Linked DNA regions of Zea mays: region 2 is linked to region 1. Evidence: chromatin contacts called from public Hi-C data. All regions are on one chromosome and are shown on one strand. The core of a region is the stretch at or near the end of the contact, and the rest is flanking DNA. Distances in the headings are between cores, read along the strand shown.

The links. Hi-C and Micro-C count contacts between places; a contact is called where the count stands out from the background.
Region 2: a Hi-C map of ear shows a contact between it and region 1, with 2.5 times the contacts expected there. The contact joins the promoter of LOC100284101 here to the promoter of LOC100284331 in region 1. A contact is called at or near these places in 2 of 25 Hi-C or Micro-C datasets (ear and tassel).

The regions. Positions count from the first base shown.
Region 1 is chr2:79,884,346-79,890,609 of Zm-B73-REFERENCE-NAM-5.0, reverse strand. LOC100284331 (mitochondrial import inner membrane translocase subunit Tim17 family protein) reads right to left here and starts at 3,875. Exons shown (of 4, transcript NM_001157226.2): 1 at 3,735-3,875; 2 at 3,519-3,632. The coding sequence starts at 3,840.
Region 2 is chr2:80,419,910-80,426,335 of Zm-B73-REFERENCE-NAM-5.0, reverse strand. It overlaps LOC100284101, which reads right to left and starts at 3,257. Exons shown (of 9, transcript NM_001156999.2): 1 at 3,042-3,257; 2 at 2,783-2,926; 3 at 2,302-2,644; 4 at 1,985-2,217; 5 at 357-516; 6 at 151-272; 7 at 1-54. The coding sequence starts at 3,107.

The sequences.
Region 1 (6,264 bases), core at 2,626-5,125:
CAGTGTGAGCAGTTATTCCACAACCAGAAGACGTCAGCCTCCGACCGGATGTGGCTCACGTCTTATCACCTCCGGGGCACGGCTCAGACGTGGTATTACGCCCTCGAGCAGGACGCCGTCATGGGAACGCTTCAAGGAGCTCTGTCATCTTCAGTTCGGACCACCTGTCCGGGATTCGCGCCTTGCAAAAATCGGTTGCCTTCTGTTCCGCTCCACGCTGCATGACTTCGCGAAGCGGTTCAACGCCGTTCTCTGCCACGCGCGCAATCTTGACGTTGTTCAGAAGGCGGAGCTCTTCGTGGGGGCCCTTCCGGACCACATCCGCATCGACGTGGTGATGTGCGCGTCGTAGGACCTTCCGACGGCGGTTTACTTGGCCCAGGCATTCGAGCTACGCGCCAACAACATTGTGGCGATGCTCCCGCCAGGTCCCTAGCGACTGGCGTGGCGTTACTGCCTCTCTAGCCCGCGGCTGCACCCGGAGGCACTACACAGCCGGCCGCGGCTGCCGACCGCTGATCCACGCCGTCAGAACAGCAGGAGCGTCGCCGTCAAGGGTTGTGCTTCAACTGTGACGAGCCATTCGTCCATGGCCACCAGTGCAAGCGGCTCTTCTACTTGGAGTCGGGCGACTTTGAGTTAGGCGGACGAGGTCGTGGAGGACGCCACGGCGGATGCCACCCCGGAGGTCGAACAACAACAGCAGGAGATCACTGGATGACTTCCGCTCTGCATACCCCGACTTTCAGCTCGAGGACGAGTTGTTTCAGCAGGCGGGGAGAGATGTTATGACTGACACCTACACCAGGCACATGGCCATTAGTGGCTAGGAGGGCTAAGGCCCACAGCCAGGCCACAGGCCATATGCGGCCAGGATAGATTAGATAAGGGTTAGCTAATAAAAAGGAGAGATTATCTCTGGTTAGTTGGATAGGGATTAGAAGAGATCTCATAGCTCTTATCCTTAGATCACATAAGTATCAGCTGGGACATAAATGATGAGTGGTGGCTGGAGACCTCCCTTGAACAGCTGGACCTGCTACTCTTCTGCGAGGGGACCGGCACGTGGGAGGAGCGCATGGAACCGGTCCTGATATTCGGTGACCGTGCCCGTGTGCCGGCATTCCGCCAATTCGGCCAGCGGGGCGGATCGGAGCGGCGGCCCATAGCGCAGGTGTAGCAGTTCCTTGAAACGGCGCCAGGACGGAGTTCCCTCGTTCGCCTGGACTTGGATGAACTACATCTGCGCGCCCTCCTCCAAATTGTAGCTCGCCATCCACACCTCCTCCTCCATAATCCGTTGTTGATAAAAGTACGACTCACAACGACTTATGAAGAGGAGGGGTCAGACTTGCCGTCGTAACGGGGGAAGTCCATCTTCTGGAACCGAGGCGGCCGGTCGTTGTAGTGTTCGCCGGTTCTCAGGCGGGGTCCGTTGGAGGACGACGCTGAGCGATCAGCGGCGAGAGCCTGGATCGCTGCGGCGTTGGCCTGGACGGCGGTCTCTAGGGCCTGCATTTTGACCGCGAGCGTCTCCAAGGTGGTCTTGATGTCGTCACCCATGTTGTTGGCGGTGGATTATGGAGAATGTGCGGCTACTGGTGGTGGAATAACGTCGTTGCTGGTGGTGGAGGATGGAGATTGGGCAGCGGCTGGTGGTGGGAAAGTGGCGGCTGGTGGTGGAGATGAGGATCGCCGGGATCGCGATACCAGGTTGTCAAGGGCTATGTACCCTCGGGTAGCTGGACCGCGGCTACGTAATTCGTAGCCGCCGTCCGTCTTCTTCGGCGAGGTATTCCTCAGTCGCAGGCTTAGTGAAGACAGGGAGATAGGAGATCAGGGCTAATATCTTTCTTAACTTTCAAATTGCGGCTTACATGGATATATATGGCCCATGGCCCCAACTGATCAACCCTATACTTTAGGATCTAAGCTAACACTAATCCTTATCTTTCCTAACTTCCCTCCTAGCGGTTACCTAACCTATCCAACCAGATAGGTTGCTTCCAGCGTGTTGCTGCGCTCGGCCTCTGCCTGTGCCACACGCTCAGCCGCCCATCGTACATCCCTAGCCCTACAACGTCTGGCATACTTGAGTCCCCACATGGCAGCATCTCTGTAGACAGTGGCGCATCTACACAACCGGATAGCGGAGCTGACGTGAGGCAATGTGGGCACGACCACGACGGCGCATCTAGGCATCTGCACGAGCACGATTGAGGCGATGCGCGAGACAAAACTATTCAATTGAACTGACAAATGAACCGAAGAAACTAACACCGAATTCGTCAATTTTGTGTTTTTTTGCGTCTAACTGATTGGCTCTTGATTTCTAGAAACTGAAGTTTATAAAAACAAACAAACCAAACCGAATTCTTGGTTTAAATTGATTGCCCACTCCAAAATTCCACACCACCATCTCTTGAGCAGCACGTCGTCAACCTAACCCCACCCTCCTCCCATCATCTCTGATGGCTCCTACTGCTCCTTGTCACCATGGTAACATGTCGAAGTGAGTTTTCAACATATCAATGCTTCTTACCCTCTGTACTCTGCCACCCATGTTAGTATCCCCACTGTCTCGACACCAAACCAACAAAATTCGATGAGCATCCTTCTAAATCCAAATATCTTCCACCCTTAACCCCCCCCACCCCGAAGTTTATGGAAACCAAATAAACTAAACCGAATTCTCGGTTCAAACTGATTGCCCACTCCTAAATTCCACACCACCATCTCTTGAGCAGCACGTGGTCGACCCAGCCCCACCCTCCTCACATCATCTCTAATGGCTCCCACTACTCCTTGTCACCATGGTAACATGTCGAAGTGGGTTTCCAACATCTCAATGCTTCTTACCGTCCGTACTCCGCCACCCATGTTAGTATCCCCACTGTCTTGACACCAAACAAGCCAAATTCTACGGGCACCTTCTAAAACTAGATATCTTCCACCCTTAACCCCCCACCCCCAATCTCCAAATTCCAAACCCTAGTCGACATTGAGAATCTTGGTCTTGTGGGGGTGGTCTCGAGGGATGGATCTCACCGTAATGGGAAAGAGAAAAAAATCAGGTATCATGTGGGCAGAGAAATACTCTAATAGTAGCAATCCTGAAAAACAATAACTACCTCATAGATCTAGCTATGCCTGAAAAACAAGTCACCAGCAATTGCATGACTTCTTTGGTCATTTTGAGTAAACGAACACCAACCAATTTAACTTTCACAAATCTAGCTATGCCATAGTACCCAGAAATACGTCCAGCAGCCAGCAAGCCTGTAAATGCCAGTTGATACATTCAATCCGATCATAACTTTAGCAAGCAAAATTTATGTAACAGAAAAAATGAAGTACAACAGCAAAACCTCACCCACACCAGGAATCATCAAATTATAAGACGAAATTCTACCCACAGTGTGTAAAGCCTAATTTAGAACGGCAGAACCAGTCTCCGTTCATCCCAAAGCCAAACTTTGCAACCCATCAATGGGATGTTCATGGAACAGAGACCTCACCTCCGTAGCATCCAGCAACGATGGCGAGGTTCGCGGCGTAGGTGACAGCGGCGCGGGCGGCGCCAAGGCGCGCCCGGTGCCGCGACAGCAGCCCGAACGCGGCTCCAAGCACACCTGCACAGCAACCGAATCGACAAAACTTAAACGAGGAACGCCTGCCCAGCGCAGGACCTGACCCGAGAAACGTAAACGAGGACGGGAATGGAGACGACTCACCAGCCGCGACGGCCGGCAGAATGATCCGTTCCCTCCAGTCGGCGAGGAACGAATCGGTAGATCCCGGCGTCCCTGAGCCGGCAGCCTCATCGGTAGGAGCAGCCATCCTCGTGACGCCGGCGGCGGTTTTTGACTCGAGGTGACGGTCGACGGAGCACGGCTTGGGTGTTGGAAATTCGGGCTACGAACTTGCGTGATTCGGCCCGCTGATTTGTGAACTGCGATGGGCCATGGCTCATGGGCTAGGCAAGGAGGCCTGTCGGCATAGAGACGGGTTTGTTTGGTTATCGCCTGAGCGCTGGTCAGTCAACTCAATTTAGGCCTTGTTTGGGTAAAAAAATGATTGAAGTGAATTGAAGTGTATTTTAGGGTTTGAAACAGAAATTAGTTCATATTACACTTCAATACACCTTATATTACCTCAATCCACTCCAATCCAAGATTAGTGAAACAAGCCATGAAAACGAGTCGGGTATACCCGCCGGGTACCGGATACGGATAGTGTAAATACCCGTTTTTCGGATACGGATACGGATATTTTTATATTCGGAACGGATACGGTTAATACCCGGATAGTGCAGCTTCGTATTCGGGTCGGATACGGAGCCAATACTACCCGGTAAATACCCAGATATTCGGGTCGGATACGGGTACCCATTTTTTCTTTTTCTGCATAATAATATAGTTATAAAATCATAACTTTTACATATGAAATCAGATGAAAATAAAGTTTATATGAAAATTTATGAGCTCGGAGAGATCTATAACTTTGTAGTACATCACATTTTTGTTTAAACACATCTTTAGGTCAAAATCATTGAAATAGTGTTCAAATTTATATCAAATTAATAGGCTTTATCATTTTCATGTGGGGACTCAAGGTTATCTCCATGTGAGAACTGAAGGTTATTTTTTTTATAGACTATTTATTAGTATTGGTAACTTTTTTCAATTTTCCGTCGACGCTACAATATTTTTATGAATTTAATTGTATTTTGATGATTTCCTACAACAAGAAATTAATAATACACCAAATAGCCTCAAATTTTTAAAAATTTTACGAAGGCACACCATATGTTCATATATAACCATAAAAATGTTTGGATCATAAGATCTATAAGAATCACTTGTTTCTTCCATTTCACTTTAACTTTTTTGTATGAGCTACATGTGAAACTGCTCTAAGTATCCAAAGTTTCAACATAATCAGTATTTTACTTTATCATTTTCATGTGAGGACTTGAGTTATCTTCGTATAGAATATTTATTAGTTTTTGTAACTTATTTGCAATTTTTGAGTGAAACTAGAATATTTTATGAATTTAAGTGCATTTTGATGATTTTCTATAGAAAATAATAATAATACAAAAATAGCCCAAACAATTCATAAATTTTTACGGAGACACAACACATATCCACATATAGTTCTCAAAAACATTTGGACTATAAAATCCACAAGATGCTAGTGTTTCTTCCATTCCACTCCTACTTATTGCGTGAGTTACACGTAAAATCACTTCATGTATCAAAGTTTCAACATAATCAATACTTCACTTAACATTTTTGCAATTTTGGATCGAACTAGTGTATTTTATGAATTTAATTATATTTTGATGATTTTATGTAGACATTTCTTCTATTTTATTTCCACTTATTGCGTGAGTTACATGAAATCACTCTAAGTATCCAAGTTTCAACATAATCAATACTTCACTTTACCATTTTTATGTGGGAACTTGAGATTATCTTCTTATAAAATGTTTATTAGCCTTGATAATTTACTTGCAATTTCGTGGCCGAACAAGAATATTTTATGATAACCAACTAATGTAATATCCGACAAGTATCCGATATCCGACCAAATAATATTTGTACCTTCTCATTATTCTATTTCTCTTTCTTTTCAACCAATCACTCTTTTCTTCCATCCTTTTTTTTACTCTTCGATATCTTTGAGTTCCCATTTTTCCCCTTCATCTAACATAATAAAAGACGAAATACAGGAAGAAACCCGGATAAATATCCGGTACCTGTATCTGTATCCGTCTCGTTTCTAACTATCCGTATCCGATCCCGAATCCGTTTTAAATACATTAGGGTAGGATACAGGATGAGCTACTATCCGTCCGTATCCGTCCGTTTTCACCCCTAACTCAATTCATAGTCCTACACATCTAAAATCGGACGTCTGGAATTGCTGCCTGGGCCAGGTAGGTTTCTCACTCTTCAAACCAAACAAGCCAAATGCACCATGAACCCGACTTCCCAAGCAATCCCATGTGTTTGGCTCGAGGGTGAATTAAATTGGGTTGCGTGATCAGATTGGATAAGGGCTCGTTCGTTTCGGCTGGATTGGCCTGATTTTGGACTCCTTCGTGATAGAATAAAATGGCTCGGTTTGAAATCTCTACTATATTAAAGCATTAGTTTCAATGGTCGTCTCGCGTCATCTTTTTACAAAGAACCCCTTGTATTTCTTCAAAATCAACTCGCGGTACCAGATCATATTCCATCCCTATCCTATTTGTTT
Region 2 (6,426 bases), core at 2,008-4,507, 540 kb before region 1:
TTGAACTGCACTGGCATCCTCAAATTCTACAAAGCCATAGCAAAACCCTTGGATCTGTGTTGATTCAACAGAAACGCAAAGACAAATTAGAGAGTTAGACTCACTGAAGGCTCTTAGTTTTTTTAGAAAAATGTGAAGAAAAGCATGCACCTTGTTGCTTCTAACTTGGATGCCTTCATGTTTAATGGTTCCAAATCTCTTGAACTCTTCCTCTAATTGTTGTGGTGTGGCATTTAATGGCAGACTTCGCACATATATGGCATGTGCATCAACTTTGAAGATGGTTGTAAAGCAGATCATCAGATGATGCCAACTGAAGTCAAAGTTTTAGCTCCAATTTTGGGTTTAGATGATACCTTCTGGATCTTGAAAGCCGCCGCTCTGAGGATTAGGGGAGAAAGCTGGAGCCTCAGTAACTGGAGTGGGGGCAGGAGAGGCTTGCTTCTCTGTTATTGGGGGTGCAGGTCTGGAAGGAACTGCAGGTGCTAATGGCCGATGTTCTTTCATGACTTTTACCTGGAGCATAACAAAAAAATGTCATCTTAATGCTACACAGGTGACAAGTCACAACTAACATCACAAAACAAGAAAGCCTAAAAATTTCTTCACCAGAAGGCAACCCCATTATAAGTAAAACAATAGGGCCGCGAGAATTAACATGAAAATAACAAACGTTTATTCATGTTCCAAACCAAAGAGTTACTTTAGAAGATTTATCATATGGTGTGCCAGTAATTGTTCAACAGATCACTTAATGCAGTGTTGACACTAAGAATTAGAGACTTCACAACATTTAAGCTTCAGATTACAGACAACGTTGGGAATATGGCAAAATCTCCTCTTTCCTAACACAGATTCACTATAATGTTACAAAATATAACAAGAAATCCCAAAAAGGATTGAAATTTTTGCCTCGTACGGCCAGATAATATTGTAAGGGCTTATTAGATTTGTGCCATTATAATTTTACTGTTTTTGAAACACATCATTTCTATTCAAGAAACTATATCCCTGCCATTAAAACTCTACATATGTTTGAGATACACCATTATGTACGGCTAGAAACATCTTGGGCCCACTGCCAGGCTATGGAGAGGTACCATACATTTCTATGGGTAAGATTGCTCCATCCTCTTCTCATTCATATTCACCCTCCCTCTATATACCTTTTCCATTTCCGATCATAGGCACACGCCAAGCGCAAGTGGGGGCCTGCTGCCAACAGGCAACCGCATCAATGAAGGCGGAGAAAGCAGCGGTAGTCACGACCAGCGTCAACAGAGACAAGGTAATGACAAATGAAGATCCCTTAAGCACCGTGCATGAGATCCAGTTCTTCCCCAGCTGCGCACACATGCAGCACTGTGCCTGTATCACGTCATGTGTCTCCCTGTCCTCCTCGGCCTCCAGCAACGCGATCAGCCACACCCATAGCCTCATCAAGTAGGAGCACGGGATCGTGCACTTGAGGTTCTTGGCCACAGATTCCTCTCCCACAAAGATGAAGGACTAGGCCTGCAGCACTCAAGCTCCATTGTCCACCATGGCAGTGGAGGCAAGAAACCATGGCTGCAGCGGCGCGGGCGAGGTGGGAGTTGCATTTCCCAAGCCCACCCAAGGCATTTTAGCACAAAAGGTAGAGAAGGAGGGAGACTATGAGGAAGGCTGGAGAGTGGGCCCCACATGTCAGTGAGTGCAAGAGATAAGAAGGGGTAATCTTGTCCATACGGATATATGGCACCCCTCCATATGCCTGACATTAGGACCAAGTCATATCCAGGCGTAAATATTGGCATATCTCAAATATATTTAGAATTCCATCAGCAGAGGCATATTTTCTTCAATAGTAATGGTGTGTTTCAAAAAAGGTAAAATTATAATGGCACATATCTAGTTAACCAAATGCATGCACAACTTATGGTACTGATTTTATTCCATGATGTTGAGCATGATACAAGAAAATGAATGGTTTTTGAAAACTTACAATTGAAGCATATGACTTCTTTGGTGCCTCCTTCAATGGTACAGGAGGGGATGAAATTGGTGGAGCCACTGCAACATTATTTGGCACTTCATTTATGACATCAGGAACCGGCGTTTCCTCAGCAACAGGCTTCTCCACATCACTTAGCGAGTTACAAACCTCCCCGTTCAGAACTTCCTCCTTTGGATTAAGTGCAGGCTCGGCCACCTGGCACTCAGGCTGCGGCGAAGCATCTACAAACAGACAAAGAAAGAAATCGGTTCAAACACATGATCACAGCAACAAAACAGTTTGAAAGATGTTACACTGCTACGCACCCTGAGGAACAGTCGTGGCGTCTCCTCCGACAGTGCCGTTGGCCAGGATAGGGGCAGAGGTGGTCGTCTCCGCGTCCGCAGCAACCTCAGGTGCTGGCTGCTTCTCAGCCCCCTCGTCCCCTCCCCCCTCCCCAACGTAGCGCAGTATGTCGTTGAGCACAAAGTAGCCCTTCTCCTGCGGCGCGAGGAAGAAGGACTGCACGAACTGGCGGCTGACGCTGTTCCTCCCCGTAAGATGACCCATGACGAGCACGCTGACGCCGCCACAGAGCGATTCCTGCGCGTCCACCGCCTTGATCTCCGCCCGGTCGATACCCATGGACACGATCTTGTCGTTAATCGCCTGCAGAATCAGACGCGCATACACGCAATCAGAGGCACACGCCACCCCAAAACCACTCCATTGCGGTGAGAATTAGGCCTGGGGCGACCAGATCTGGTCCGCGGGGGAGTAAGAGACGCGCGTGGGCGAGGAACTTACGTCCATGGTGGTGACCGTGTCCATGCCGTCGGCACCGGTGCCGGCGGGGCGCCCGAGGCAGCTGGCCTCCTGGTAGAAGCGGTAGACGAGCTCCGGCGACTGGTGCAAGATGTTGTAGTACTGATGCACGAAGGCGTTGCCCACCTGCACATAACAAGAGGAGGGCCGCGGCCAAGCACGGTGCACGAATCGAGTCAGCGCGGATCCAGCGGGCGAGGTCGGCCCCGGCGGCGGCCGGATCGGGGGACGGTGAGCTTACCACTTGTGCCGGCGGCGGAGCTCCAGATGCCGCGGCTGCGGCAGGGGGCGGCGGCTGCGACGCCATCTTGGGAGATCGAGGGGTTAGGGTTTTGCGAGGAAGTGGGGCCGGAGCAAAAGGGGCACGTCAGGACTCGGGAGAGGAGGCGGGGCTTGTCCCTGGTGTCTCTTTTCCCGCAAAGCTGGCGAGATGAAACAGAGAGGAGAGGGAAAGGTTGATGGCGGCTGCTGCAGCGGCGGGGTTAAATAAGGGTACGGGCGCGGCGGCGGGTTGGGGCAGTGGCACGTGCGGCCAAGAGTGCTTCAGGAGCCGTGGGCCGTGGGCCGTGGCATGAAACACGGGAGAGCGGAGGCTGGACGGCCGTGATGGGGATGGGTGCGTGCGTGGGTGACGCGAGAGGCGCGGGGTTTTTCTGTTTTTGTGACAAGGGATTGTTTGGTAACTTTGTTTGTTAAAATTATAGTTTATAATACCATTGTTTAAAATATATCACGATATAACTATGATATATTTTATCTCTACTAATTCTTAAGACGGTAGTGTAGACCATGCACAACCATGCCCCCACCTATATCCCAACCGTCCATTTACGTCCACCAAATCACCACCGTCCATTTCCATCCCCGCGCAGACGCCCAGCGCGCATACGACCCCGCCCACGCGCAGCCGACCCGCAGCGCGCAGCCGCTCCCGCGCAGCGCGCATCCGACCCCGCACCGCCCACGCGCAGCCGAGCCCGCGCAGCAGCCCCCGCAGCCGAGCCCGCGCAGACGAGCTCCCGCAGCCGACCCGCCCCCGCAGCAGCCCCCGCAGACGAGCCGCCCCCGCAGCCGCGCGCAGCCGAGCCCGCATCGCGCAGCCGAGCCCGCGCAGACGAGCCCCCGCAGACGACCCGCCCCCGCAGCCGCGCGCAGCCGAGCCCGCATCGCGCAGCCGATCCCGCGCAGACGAGCCCCCACAGACGACCCGCCCCCGCGCAGCGCGCAGCAGAGTCCGCGCAGCAGCCCCCGCAGACGACCCGCCCCCGCAGCCGCGCGCAGCCGAGCCCGCATCGCGCAGCCGCCCCCGCCGATTCCCCCGCACTGCGCGACTCATCCGATATCCGCGCATTCCCATGGCGCCCCGAATCCTCATCTTCAAGCCGCGAACAAACAAATCCCGCTCCGACCGCGATCCCCACGCCGTTCTCCCCGTCAACTACCACCTCCTTAACTCTCACGCCATGGATTGCAGTGATATACCCGCCATCTGTGCCGTCAAAGAGCTCATCTCCATCACATCCCGACGTCGTCCCCATCCGTCTCGCCCCGCCCCGCAACCAAAATCCTCGTGCGATCGTGAGCCCCTTGCAGCGGCGCGGAAGATCGTGAGCCACCAGCCGACGGGATATCGGTCGCGAGCTCCGCGTAGCAGAAGCAGTGCCGATTTGCTGTCGTGGAAGCCCAACGACCTCGCCATCGCTGCCAGGTATTCCCATTGTATCATCAATTTGCTGGTATATGCATCCACCTTAATTTTATTAACACCCGTGCGATCGTGAGCCCCTTGCAGCTGCGCGGAAGATCTTGTTCAATCATCGCCGCCAGGTCCCCATACTAGCAGCGGCGCGGAAGATCGTGAGCCACCAGTCGACGGGATATCGGTCGCGAGCTCCGTGTAGCAGAAGCAGTGCCGATTTGCAGCCGTGGAAGCCCAACGACCTCGCCATCGCTGCCAGGTATTCCCATTGTAATATCAATTTGCTGGTATATGCATCACATTAATTTTATTATCACCACCAGTTACAGCATGACATCTTTGCCAATTATCATGTACATCCTAAGCTTTCAAGGTGATAAATTAGGCATGAAGAGTAAGTCATGTCAAATAGTCAGTATCCATACTTCTTATTGAAATGTTGATGTCCACCCATTCATGTTAGTAGTTGCTCCATTTGAATATAATCCTCCCGTTGTTAGTGGACTACCATGTTCAAGGCCACTTTGATTTAAAATGGACGTGTTCTCCAACAGTGTGGAAACACGTAAAATTTTAGGTGTGCAGTGATTAATATGGTTTATGATAGTAATTCTGTTTTTTTCTTTTCAATGTTTAATACTGAAAAGTACTTCACAAGCAGCTTACACATTTGCAAGTAACAACAGCTAACTCATTCTACCTTATGGATTTAGTCCGTCAACTGCTTTTCAGTCTGTTCATAGTCGACAGTATCAGCTAACAATGTCCACAGTTGTGCTGCCATTTCGATTCAGTGTCAGCCATCAATTTTGTTTTTATTAAAAGTACACCTACTATATGCAGGAGTGATATATCTCAGATATAGTATCCGTATAACCTGTACAGTTTACCAAAGAATCATGTATGTGGTATAATTTACTCTGCTAATTGTTCAGTTTTAGTCCAGTTATATGACATAGGTTAATTAATTTTTGTGTATTTGGGGTCTTTTTTGGGGTATAAATTTTATAAGCATGATTCCTGTATATAGATGTTGATGCTAAACTTGAGATACATGAAAGTGGGATTTAGGGTCCTCTCTTTTTGAATCTACTGAAGTTTAGATGTCCTCTTTATATAATAACTTTTGGTTTTCCCATCGGTGAGTTTAGTAAGATATGGTAAAATTTGTAATTAAAATATGACATGAGTTAATTCCATTGTGTGTATTGGGGGAATTTTTTGGGGTATAAAATTCTATATGCATGCTTCCTGTATATATAGGTTGATGCTAAACTTGAGATAACATGATAGTGGGAAGGCTTAGCTGGTAGTATACTTTGAGTACGGTGCGCTTGCATCCGTTCCCAACTCTCTTTCTCACTTGCTTCTCTTTCTGCTTCTTTAGTGGGTCTAACATTAAACACAAAGACAAAGACAAAGACCCTTTATTGCTCAGCAAATTTATCGTGCATTGGTGTTTAATAAACAAATATAATCAATGTACTAAACCTTGTTCTGCTTGCCCCCTCTACTCAATTATAAAAATTAAAATTTAAACATTGTTAAAGGATACAAATTTTCGATGGATCCCGTCGTATTGAATCGTGAAAGAGCTGCAGCGGACCGCCCAAAAAGGATGCCTATGTAAGTTATATTAAATGGTTACACACGATTTGTCTATCAAACTTATGACCCTATATTTAATCGAATGGTTAATATAGCTTCAGGTTGTTCGATGACTATCGTGATGAAGATTTTTATGGGCTACCGCGGAAGTACAATATTGTCGCTCGGGTAGAAGTTAAATTTCCTATTGAGCCACGTTATCGAGACAGCCAACATTTCATTTTGTCTGACATCAACGTAAGACAACATTTTCATAATTTCCTTTTCATAAATTATATATGACCTTAATACCATTGCCTCTTTAACTATTAAAATAATA